3 separate regions of the Macaca mulatta genome follow, and all the other regions are linked to region 3. Evidence: chromatin contacts called from public Hi-C data. All regions are on one chromosome and are shown on one strand. The core of a region is the stretch at or near the end of the contact, and the rest is flanking DNA. Distances in the headings are between cores, read along the strand shown. Region 1 holds the start of ZC3H18 (zinc finger CCCH-type containing 18). Region 2 overlaps ZFPM1 (zinc finger protein, FOG family member 1). Region 3 holds the start of ZFPM1 (zinc finger protein, FOG family member 1).

What was found. A called contact is a pair of places that touch in the nucleus more often than the background predicts.
Region 1: a Hi-C map of liver shows a contact between it and region 3, with 2.6 times the contacts expected there. The contact joins the promoter of ZC3H18 here to the promoter of ZFPM1 in region 3. A contact is called at or near these places in 3 of 14 Hi-C or Micro-C datasets (blood, fetal cortex germinal zone and liver).
Region 2: a contact with region 3 is called in a Hi-C map of fetal cortical plate, with 2.2 times the contacts expected there. The contact joins the enhancer-like site here to the promoter of ZFPM1 in region 3. A contact is called at or near these places in 6 of 14 Hi-C or Micro-C datasets (CD4 T cells, blood, cortical neurons and 3 more).

What each region holds. Positions count from the first base shown.
Region 1 is chr20:83,952,919-83,956,440 of T2T-MMU8v2.0, reverse strand. It overlaps ZC3H18 (zinc finger CCCH-type containing 18), which reads right to left and starts at 1,485. Exons shown (of 18, transcript XM_077986704.1): 1 at 1,325-1,485.
Region 2 is chr20:83,914,192-83,917,731 of T2T-MMU8v2.0, reverse strand. It overlaps ZFPM1 (zinc finger protein, FOG family member 1), which reads right to left. Exons shown (of 10, transcript XM_028841554.2): 8 at 3,142-3,237; 9 at 2,917-3,063; 10 at 717-2,726. The coding sequence ends at 901. Among named protein-coding and RNA genes, the nearest start is that of ZC3H18, 39 kb to the left of the region's middle. Within about 2 kb of position 2,216, at least 25 of the 40 cell types and tissues checked have an H3K27ac peak or open chromatin away from gene starts, as enhancers often do. A contact at or near this core is called in CD4 T cells, blood and fetal cortical plate, where this site is marked.
Region 3 is chr20:83,838,706-83,842,189 of T2T-MMU8v2.0, reverse strand. It overlaps ZFPM1 (zinc finger protein, FOG family member 1), which reads right to left and starts at 1,470. Exons shown (of 10, transcript XM_028841554.2): 1 at 896-1,470. The coding sequence starts at 935.

The DNA of each region.
Region 1 (3,522 bases), core at 236-2,735, 110 kb before region 3:
TTTGAATGCCTGAGTTCTGGAACATCTGGTTAAAATTCTGACTCATAACCTCACGGGCTTACAATATCTAAATGAAAGTTATCAAGGTTGGTGACAGACCCCACTCGCAAACTGACCAAGCTTGACCACTAAACTGCTTGATAAGGAGGTACTCACCTTGAGATGCTCTGTAGCCGTGACAAAATACAAATCTCTTGAAACACGATCTAGGCCACAGGTTAACTTACCTGTTTGCTTTCTGGAGTGACTCCACAAAGCTTTCTTACAACATTTCAGCATGTCCCACCTAAAATGGGAGAGGAGTTTCCGGCTTTGGGACACATTTGACCGGTTCCAGGGCTGGCTGGGTTCCATACTGCCCTTAGATAGTAAAATTATCAGGCAAAGACTCTCCTCCCAAGGCTGGGAAGCGGGATTCAGCCGAGGTCAAGGCTCACCAGGAGAATCTCAACAACTGAACGGGAAAGGACCACTCTACAGACAACAAGCTGGAAGTGAGTCTCAGGAGAAATGACGAGCGCCTTGCTACACCCCAAACGGTACTGCAGATGCCAAACACTCTCTTCTTCCATTTTCCCAAACGGGTCTGAAGAATGACCTACCCTTGCAAATGAGTTAGCGGAACAAAGCTCATTTAAAACGGCCACTCTAACCGGCAAACTCAGCTGTCACAAAGTAGTCAGGAAAACTTAATTTTTGGCAGGAGCAAGGCTGTAAGTTTCGGTTCTTCCAGCATTATATCTGCAGTTAGTTTATATAAAGGACCCAGCACCTCTGATCTCCTGATCCAAGGGGCAAGGAAGTTACATACTCCTAAGAGACCGGCGCGCGTCTTGGGGCAATCACCACGTCCAACCTGTGCACACTCTGAAGCTGCGGCGCAAGTTCCAGAAGGCTCATGAAGAGCTCAAAGTTCTCCGAAGAGCCCAGAAACAGCAAGGGCTGACCTATTCCGGAGGTTAACCTGGGCGCCTCTCACCGCCCCTTAGCGGGCGGCACACATGTGCCACGCGAGTGGCCCGGAAGAGAAATGACAGCTTCAGGAAAATAAACTCCGCCGCGGGGCGCGGAGGCAGCGCGCGAGGAGCTCAGGCGCTGAGGGCGCCACAGGACCGCGGGGCCGCTTACGGACGGAACGCGGGGTGGTGCCTGTCTCAAGGTCCCCCTCCCTTGGCCCAAGGGCCAGTCTTCGGTCGGCGGGTCCGCACGGCCGGAGGCGCGCCAGGGTCCCGGGCCTCACTCCCGCCGCCGCCGCCGCCTCGGCGGCCTCCTCCTCCCGCCGCCGCCGGCCCGGCCTCCCGCCGCCCGCCCGGCCCCCGCTAACCTCAGCGCTAGGACGGAGAGGGGGCCACGGCTCTGCTGGAGTCGGAGCGGCGTGGAGAAGACGTCCCTTGGCCCTTCCGTTCCTCACAGGCTCTGGCTCCAGGCTCGACGCGGGCGGAACAAACGGGCTCCACTACCCGCGGGGGCCGGCCATTGTGCGACGTCATCAGGCCGCGACGGTCGTCCTACGGCCGGCGGGCTTCCCTCCCTCGCCCCGCCCCCTCCAGTTTCCTTCCGGCCTCCGCGCGGCTCCGCCCCCGCGGCGGGCGCCCGGACGCGCGCGCGCCCGCCGAGCCCCCGCTACAGCGCAGGCGCCACAGGGAGTTCGCTCCTCGGGAGCGGGAGTCCGGCTCCGCGCCTGCGCACAGGGCTCCCCGTGGCCGCCGGGTCACGTGACGGGGCTCTGGCTCGGCTGGTGGGTTCTTCATCCCTGGGGGATGATCGAGTTCATCAACGCGGAAAACTTAAAGCGGTTTTCGTCGGGCTGGTATCTCCTGCTTTATTGAATGTTGATATTAAATGCTTAGCTCCGGAATTATTTTTTCAGGTATCGACTTTAGATTAAAAGCCTAACAATTCTTACCTTTCCCATGGGCTGCCCGGCTCCCCGCGCGGTTCAACGCGAGCAGCGCCAGCAAGGGGACCTGTCCCGTGTCCTGCTCATCGCGGCGTCCCCCGGGCGCGTCCACAGCCTGGGACGTCCAGGGGCTGCAGCGGTGCGAGCTGCTCTAGAGACGGAGGGCCCGGCCCAAGACCAGGGGCCCACTGTTTCATCCTGCACTGTCCCCTGCCAACGATGTGGCTGGTCCTGGGGGTCACAGGACTTCGCCCACCCCATCTTCCTCCATATCCCCAGGGTGGAAACAAGGGAGCGAGATGTGGAGGAACTGATGAACAGACAAAATGCGGCCTGTCCATGCAGTGGAATGTGAGTCAGCCATCCAGAAGAGTGAAGTTCAGACCCGTGCCACAACGTGGGTGAACCTTGGAAACATATTAAGTAAAGCAAGCCAATCACAAAAGGACAAATACTGTGCGACTCCATGCTATGGACCGAGTTCTGTCCCCCTAACATTTGTATGTGAAGCCGTAATCCCCAATGTGACTGTGTTTGCAGAAAGGGCCTTTAGAGAATTAAGGTTAAATGAGATTATAAGGGTGGGATCCTGATCTGATAGGATTTGTGTCCTTGGAAGACGTACCACAGACGTGGCCCTGTGGCTCACGCCTGTAATCCTAGCACTTTGGGAGGCCAAGCTTGGAGTACCACCTCCTCCAGGAGTTTGAGGCCAGCCTGGGCAACAAAGCAACACCCCTGCCTCTACAAAAAAATTAACAGGACATGGTGGTACATGCCTGTGATCCCAGCAACTTGTTATGGTTATGTAAGAGGAGTGTGAATTCCACCCTGGTGATTTTGGTCGTGTCAGGAGCAGCCCTGTAACGCGAGTTGGCGCCTTCTGTAGGCTTTATGTGTCGGTAAGACAGTCCCACCCAGCAACGGCCAGTTGACAAACATAAACCTGCATGGACATTACCATCCATGCAAAGGAGCAGCCGGCACCGGCTGTGACCGACACGTGCCTGGCTGCGATCTGAGTTTCATGAACAGTAAACTCTGTTGATCACAGCCTCTTTGGAAAACAATGTCAGTTTAAAAGAAGAAGTGCCCTGTGACCAGCCGTGCCACCCTCAACAGGGTTCTTCAAGTGGGGCCCAGGCAAGCAGCCTCAGTATCACTAGGGGTTGTTAGGAATGTGCTTTCCTGGGTCCTGCCCCAGAATGGCTGCACCAGCGACTGGGAGTGGGGCCCTGGGGCCCTGTGGTCCGTGAAGAGCTCTCAGGGGATTCTGATGCCTGATGGCACAGGTGGGCCACCGGACTGCGGTGTCATCTGCCCATGGGCATGAGATATGAAGAAGGACATAGCAGGTCTGTTAGTCATAACTAAAAGAACAAAGGGAAAAACCGGAAAACCACCCAGATGTCAATCAACAGATGATTGTAAGTTTTTGTTTTTTTTTTTTGAGACGGAGTCTCCCTCTGTCGTCCAGGCCAGAGTGCAGTGGCGCGATCTCTGCTCACTGCAAGCTCCGCCTCCCGGGTTCACGCCGTTCTCCTGCCTCAGCCTCCCGAGTAGCTAGGACTACAGGCGCCCGCCACCTCGCCCGGCTAATTTTTTGTATTTTTAGTAGGGAC
Region 2 (3,540 bases), core at 967-3,466, 75 kb before region 3:
CCGCCCAGCTGCAAACGGCAAGGTGACGCCGTGGCTCACTGTGGTCAGCCACGTATTCCCTCAGTGTTGCCGGCCCATACAGCCCAGCACGGCAGGGAAGACAGGATGGGGTGCCCTGGTCCTTGCACCGACTCCGCCATCACACAGCTGTCCCCAGCCCTGGTTCTGAGGGAGAGGTGCACCCACCAGTGAGCATCAGGACCCCCTGGAGGCCAGGGAATGCTTTGCCCTTCGTTTTCCTCTCCTGTCCACCTACTCGCCCATTCTTCCCCCCCTTTGGCGACCACAGGGCTTCATCCTCCCCAGGGCGCCCCCACCCCTGCCATCCCTGGTGGTCTGTGACTGGATGGGGGACATCGGACCCCCAGGACCATGGAGGGTTGGGGGATGGTCAGCCAGGACAGTGCCTTTCCCTTCTGTGTCTGGTGGCCAAGTAGACCGCGGAGAGGGTCAGCAGTGCGGAGGCTGCCCTCCCTAGGGGTTTATGGACAGGGGTGGGGTGGAGTGGGCCCAGAGCGGCTGGCCCTGCAGTGGTTCAGTGTGTGCTGTGGTCTCCAACCTGAGGGTCGGTCTAGCTCTTAGCACCACCTGCGGTGTGACTCCTGCAGGGGCCCAGCCACTCTGGGCCGCAGGGGCCTGTGTACAAACCGGGGGTGGAGGTGGCGCTGGCTGCGTGTGCCTGCCGGCTCAGAGAACTAGGCTGGTCCACCACCATGCTCATCAAACTGTACTTCTTTATTAAGTGCCAAGGGTCCAGGCGGGCGCTGTCCCTTGCGAGCCCCTCCGCCCAGGCCTGTGCATGGCGGGGTTCCCAGGAGCCAGAGTCCGTACGGCCTGGGGGCGGCCCCCCCCCCGCCTCGCCGGGGGGCGTGCAAAGCGTCTGCGGCTGTAGTGTGGCGCTCACTTCACGTGCTCGGCGGCGTGCGAGGAGCAGTAATACTTCTTGTGGGCGATGAAGGTGGACAGGCTGCTGAACTTGATGTTGCAAAGGCGGCAGTACCGGTGGTTGCCGTTGGGTAGGGGCGCCGGCGTGCCCTTGCTGGGGGTCTGGACGCCCTTGTCCGAGTAGGAGGGGGGCGCCGGCGCGGGTGGCACGGCCTCGGGCGCGGCGGCCGGGGACGGGGGCGGGCCCGGCGGCGGCTCCTGGAGCTCCGGGCCGAGGCCGTCCCGGGGGCCGCGGGGCTCGGGCTGCGGGGAGGCGGCGGGCGCAGGTGCGGGCGAGGGGCCGCGGTCGGCCGGCGTCCGGGCCTCGACCCCCGGGCCGGCCAGGGGTGCGCCGAGCAGCAGGCCGTGCGCCAGGCGGAAATGCTCCAGCAGGTCCCCGCGCACCGGGCCGTTCGGGGGGCAGTAGGGGCAGGCGGCGGCGGGGAGGCCGAGCGCGCCGGGCGGTGGCGCAGCGGGGCACGAGTACTTCTTGTGCGCCAGGTAGGCCTCGAGGCTGTGGAAGCTCACGCGGCAGGCCGTGCACTCGTGGTAGTCGGCCAGCGCTGGTGCCGAGGCTCCGGCGGGCGGGCGCCGCGGCTTCTTGCTTAAGTCGATGGGACCGTCGGCCGCCGGGCCTGGCGAGCGCGCAGGGGCGGTGCCGGGGCCGCTTCCGCTTCCGCTTCCGGGCCGCGGCGACTCGGGCGCGGGGGCGTGGCCGGGCGGCGGGGGGGGCGGGGCGCCGGCCGCGTGCAGCTCGTAAAGCTTGCGGCGTCTGCGCGTGCGCACGGGCGCGACTGGGGCGGGGGCCGGGGGCACGGCCGGCCCGGGGGTTCCCGGGGGCGCGGCCGGGCGGCGCGGCGGCGGGTCGTGGCGCGAGGCGCAGTAGTAGCGCTTGTGCACGCTGTAGGTCTCGTGGCGGCTGAAGCGGATGTTGCAGGCCTCGCACAGCGTGCGGCTGGGGTCGTCCTCTGCGTCGTCCACGGAGCTACCCGGGCTCTGGCTGCCCTCGCTGCCCCGGCCGCCCGCGCCGTCCTCGGGCGTGGCCGCACCCCCGGCCCCGTCCTCGCGCGCTCCGGGGCCCGGGGACGAGCGCGGCGCGTCGGGCTCGGCGGGCGGGCCAGGGGGCGCGCGGGCCGGGCCGGGGGGCGCCTTGGGTCTGCGCGCGGCGGGCGCGTCCTCGGGCGCGCGGCGGCCCGAGCAGTAGAGGCGCTTGTGCACGTAGTAGTTGTTGACGTTGCTAAAGGTGATCTCGCACTCGAAGCACGTAGCGCCCTTGGGGGCCCCCGCGAAGAGCCCGGTCTGCGCGCCGCCGGCTCCCGCGCCCGCGCCTTGCTGCAGCCTGCTGTGCACCAGCTCGGACATCTTGGCCAGGATCTCCGAGGCTGGGGGCGCCGCATCGGGCCCGAACACGTACTGCGGCAGGAACAGGGCCCCGGCCAGGCTCAGCTCGCCTGGCACCGGGCTGGAGACCGGCGTGGGGCTGGACAGCTCGGCCTTCACCCTGGCCGGGGCGGGGCTGCGAGGCGACGGCGTCCGCGACGGGGCCTGGGGCCCAGGCTCTCCGGTGCCCGGGGCGCGGGCGGCCTCCGGCTCCTCCACCGCCTCCAGCTTGATGCTCCTGGGGGCCGCCGGGGGCCCGCTGCTGCCTCCATTCTGGGGGGCTGCTCTGGCCTCTCCGTTGGTGGCCTCTGCCAGGGCCTTTCTGTCCAGTCCTGGCGATGGGGTGGGCGCCAGACCCAGGTCCGCAGAGGCCAGGGGGCCGTGCAGCGTCGTGTGCTGCTGCTGGAAGCTACCCAGACTGTCTGCAGAGAGACCGCAGGGGTGGCACCTCAGGCCTGGGGCAGGACTTGGCCGGTCAGAGCTGAAGGGCGAGCTCCGGGAGGGGACGGGTGGGCGGAAATGGTTTACACCTGTCTTGGGCGACAAGCCCGCTCCCTTCCCTCTGCTCAGGGGGCCCAAGGGGCAGGGGGTGGCCCCCACAGGGCTGCTCACCTGGGGGCAGCTTGGTTGCTGGGTGTCCGGCCCCTGGCGAGTAGATCTCACCCTTGGAGCCTGGCTGGCAGACCATGTGGTTGGTGACCAGGTGGCTGTAGAGGATGTCCCTTGTGGTGGAGATGAAGCCACAGCTGTGGCAGACACCTGTGGGCCATGGCGAGTTGGTCAGGGCCCAGGGCGGAGGGCGGGCCCCACACATCCCCCGGCCCCTGTGGCGCCTACCGCTCAGCGTGTCCGTGTGCACCTTGAGGTGCCGCTCGCAGTTGGCCTTGGTGGTGAAGGCCGACAGGCAGATCAGGCACACGAAGGGCCGCTCTCCTGGAACACAGGGCGCATAAGAGCGGTGCCCGGGCCAGCTTGACCTTGGGACTCCAGGGACGAGGAAGGCAACTGGGCCAGGGCCATGAACTGTGCCGGAGCGGGGGACCCAGTGCTGAAGGCTCTTTACACCCCTCCCCCTCCTTGGCCCTTTGTCTCTCGGGACTGCAGTGGGCCCAGCCCTCAGCTGACTACCCAGATAGCCCACAGGCTGGCCTGCCTGCTCTGGGCCCCTGCGGGGGTCTTGGGTGTGCCGGAGACCACACAGGTGAATCGTGGCACTGTGGGTGCTTGCATGTGGGT
Region 3 (3,484 bases), core at 221-2,720:
GGGAGCCGGACCAGCAAGAAACTTGGTTGCGTGCAGGGGCGACCCTGGCCTGGGGCTACGTCCTGGGAGGCCCTTCTCTGACTCAGAGCAGCCCCCTGGGATGCCAGGGGGTACCCGCGGGCATCCGAGGGCACCATTCGTTGCCCATGCCGCCTTGGCTGGGACATTTGCAGGGTCCAGGAGGTGTCACCAGGCAGGCAGGGCCTGGGTTCAGGACCCCAGCACTAGGGCACGGGGTGGAGATGTCTGGGGGGCTGGAGCCAAGTGCCTAGACTGCAGCAGCTGCGCGCTCCCCCCTCCCCTGCCCTGCGCTCTGCGACGGCACCGGTGGGGGTGGGCGCGGGCGGGTCCTTGCCACTTGGCCAGGCATCTCCACGCGGCCCCGGGTGTCCCCTCTCCCTCCCAGGTCTCTCTCCGCTTCTAGATACAAAGCCTGGGAGAGTCAACCGCGCGAGATAAGATCACAATTTCAGCCCGTCCCGACAGAACGATCTTATCAGGACGGGACTTGCAGAATGGAATATTTTAAACTTTATCTGAGCCCAGATCGGGGCCGCCCTATCGCCGCACCATCTCGCAGATGCGGGGGAGGGGCAGGCCGCGAGGGGCCAAGCGCTGCCCGGGCCGCGCCCCCAACCACCCTCCTCCCGGCCTCCGGGCGGCCCCCTCCTGGGCTGGACCCCCTGGTGCCCAAGCCGAGACGCGGGGGCCCAGGCCGCCGGCGGAGATTAGATTACGGCGCGCTTGGCACAGCGCGGGGGGCGCGGCGCGGGGTGAAGGTCGCCTGCGCCCGGGGCAGAGCGGGGACAGGCGGGGGCGGCGCTGGCGGCAGGGCCCCAGCGGGGGTCGGGCGCGCGGCGGGGACGGCGGGGACGACGGGCAAAGTTTGACTCACGCTTGATCTGCCGGGGGTTGCTCTGTTTCCTCCTGGACATGTCTCCGGCGCCGCGCGCCCTCCCGGCGGCCGCCTCTAGCCCCGGGCGGGCGGCGGCGGGCGGCGGGGGCGCGGCGGGGCCGCGGGGCCGCTCATGCCCCCGGCCCCCGGTTTCCGCGGCCGCCCCGGCCCGCGCCCCCAGCCCGCACGTCCAGCCCCGGAGCCGCTGGCGCCGCCGCGGAGGCCTGAGAGGCCACGGTCCTGCGCTGCGGGTGCGCGGACTGCCCGGCGGGCGGGTGCCGGCTCCTCCGCTTCCGCGCACTCGCCGCCGCCGCCGCTCAGCTTTTCTCAATGGAACCCGCGGGCGGCGAGCGGCGGAGCAGGCGGCCACTGCGAGGGCGCTCCGAGGCGCAGGAGGCGCGGGGCGGGGCGGGGCCTGAGCGTTGTCGGCCGCCGCGCCTCCCGCCCCGCCACGCCCCCGAGCTCCGGCCCCGCCCCGCTCCGCCTGCTGGGCCCTACACCGCTCAGGTTCCGCCCCCAGCGCCGCGACCACGCCCCAGGCCGCCGGCTCTTCACGGCGCTGTCTCCGCCCCCAGCGCTACGGCCCCGCCCCTGTCCGTCTGGGCCTTCAAGGCACTGGCCCCGCCCCGCTCTATGCCCCGCCCCTTCCTGGTTCGGCCCTGCCCCAGTCCCGGGGAGACCTCTAGCCTCCCTCCCCGACTCCTCCTTTGCCCGGAGGCCACGTCCCAGGCCCGGCTGGGACTCTGAGACCTATTCGGTTCTGTTCTGTTCTTCTGCCCCGCGGCACGGCATCCCGCGCCCCGCCTCTTGGTGCCAGCTCCGCCCCCAAACCTGACCCGACCTGGTTGGGCCCTGAGACGCCGAGGCTCCGCCCCCGCCCTGTAACTCCGCCCCCATCCCGTGGTTCCTTCCCAGACCCTTGGGCTCCGCCGCCCGCTCCACGTGCGCGGTGGGGGCAGTGATGACCGGCTCAGGAAGCCCGAGGCCTTGACGCCCACGTTTGTCTTGGGCCAGACTTGGGGTGTGGAGCGGATTCGGGCCGGGAAGGGGGCTTCCGTCCCAGACTGCGGTGAAAGCAGCACGGGGTCCGCCACCTGCCATGGCCCCCAAATGGTGTTAGTCCGCACCCTCAGGACAGCCAGGAGAGCGGGATCTCGGGTCTTCCCCTGTGAGCTCAGACCAGGCTGGAAATCGAGGAGGGGGTGCGGGAGCCGGCAGCCCTGGGCGTTGCCCCTTGGGGCCTCTTTCCTCACCGAGCCTCTCCAGGGCGCCCCGCAGGAGACCCACGAAGGAGGTGCCCACAGCGCCCGGGCCACAGCCCCCTCTCGGGGCAGTCAGAGGTCAGCGAGATTTGTGGGCGCTGTGCTGTCAGCTCAGGCCTGGAAATGGAGAACCGGGCTGTTGCCCTCTGGGGTGTGTTAATGGCGCCCAAGAGCCCCACCTGATGGAGGCTCGGGGACTTGCTCAAGGTCACGCACTGGGGGGTGTCCCCCACTCCCAGCTGAGTTGTATCATTTCCTTTTAATGTTCTCGGCCTGCACTTGCTGCCTGCTTCCCCATCCCCATACTCATTAGAAACGGGGGTGAGTGGGCCCAGGGGCAGACAGGAAGGACCCCTCCCATGTGGCGACGAGACCATGGCACAGCAGGTCTGTCACACCACCTGCCAGCCTGCTGGGAGCTCCTGAGACCCCATCTCATGCCGACTCCTGTGACCTATTCCCTGGCTCCAAGGAACTGGAGTAGTGGTCTCTCTCCCTGGCACAGGAGAGTGGTGAGTGGGTAGGAAAGACAAGGGTACGTCACTGGATACACGCCGCGCCCCCTCTCCCCTGCTCCACCACCATAGACAGACAGGAACACTGCGACCAGGAGGCCAAGAGAGCTGCCCAGGGGCATACGGGTCCTCCAGCCCTTCCTGCTCTCTGCCAGGGTCCAGTGGGCACAGCCTTCCCACAGCTGCTCTCTGGAAGGGGTGGGGCCCATGTCTGATTGGTTCACTCAACCCAGGACCTCTGCCCACGCCCCCACCCCACCCAATGTTTGTCAACTGGATGGAGCCCCTACCCGTATGGGTTTCCCATTGGACCTCACCTCCTTCCCAAAAGGAGGCCAATTTAGAGTATGTGGACCTGGGAGTTAGGGGAGTTCCTGGAGGAGGTGGCCATGGGCTGGCACCTGGGCTGGGTCTGAAGCTCAGCTGGGTCCACGCACAGCAAGTGGCACCCGGGCTGGTGCTGCTGGAACGGGTGGAGATCTGTGTTGGGGTGGATTCTGAAGGTCAGCAGGAGATAGCCATGATCATCCATGACTGATGTCTGTCTAGGCTGCAGGAGGAGATGATGGGATCATTTTGGATGCTTCTTTGCCTGAGCTGAGATTTCTATGAGCCCGTATATAGATGAAAACATGGAGGGACACTCCCAGGGCAGCCAGCGAAGGGGGCCGGCGGTAGGTCCAGACCACAGCCTGCTGCCCTAGCTCGTCACTAGCAAGGCCCCATGCAAAATGAAAATATGAAAATGTGGTGCCGCCTGGATCAAAACCCCAAAACCCCAGGGCATCAAGGGCAGGATGTTGAGCCCAGTG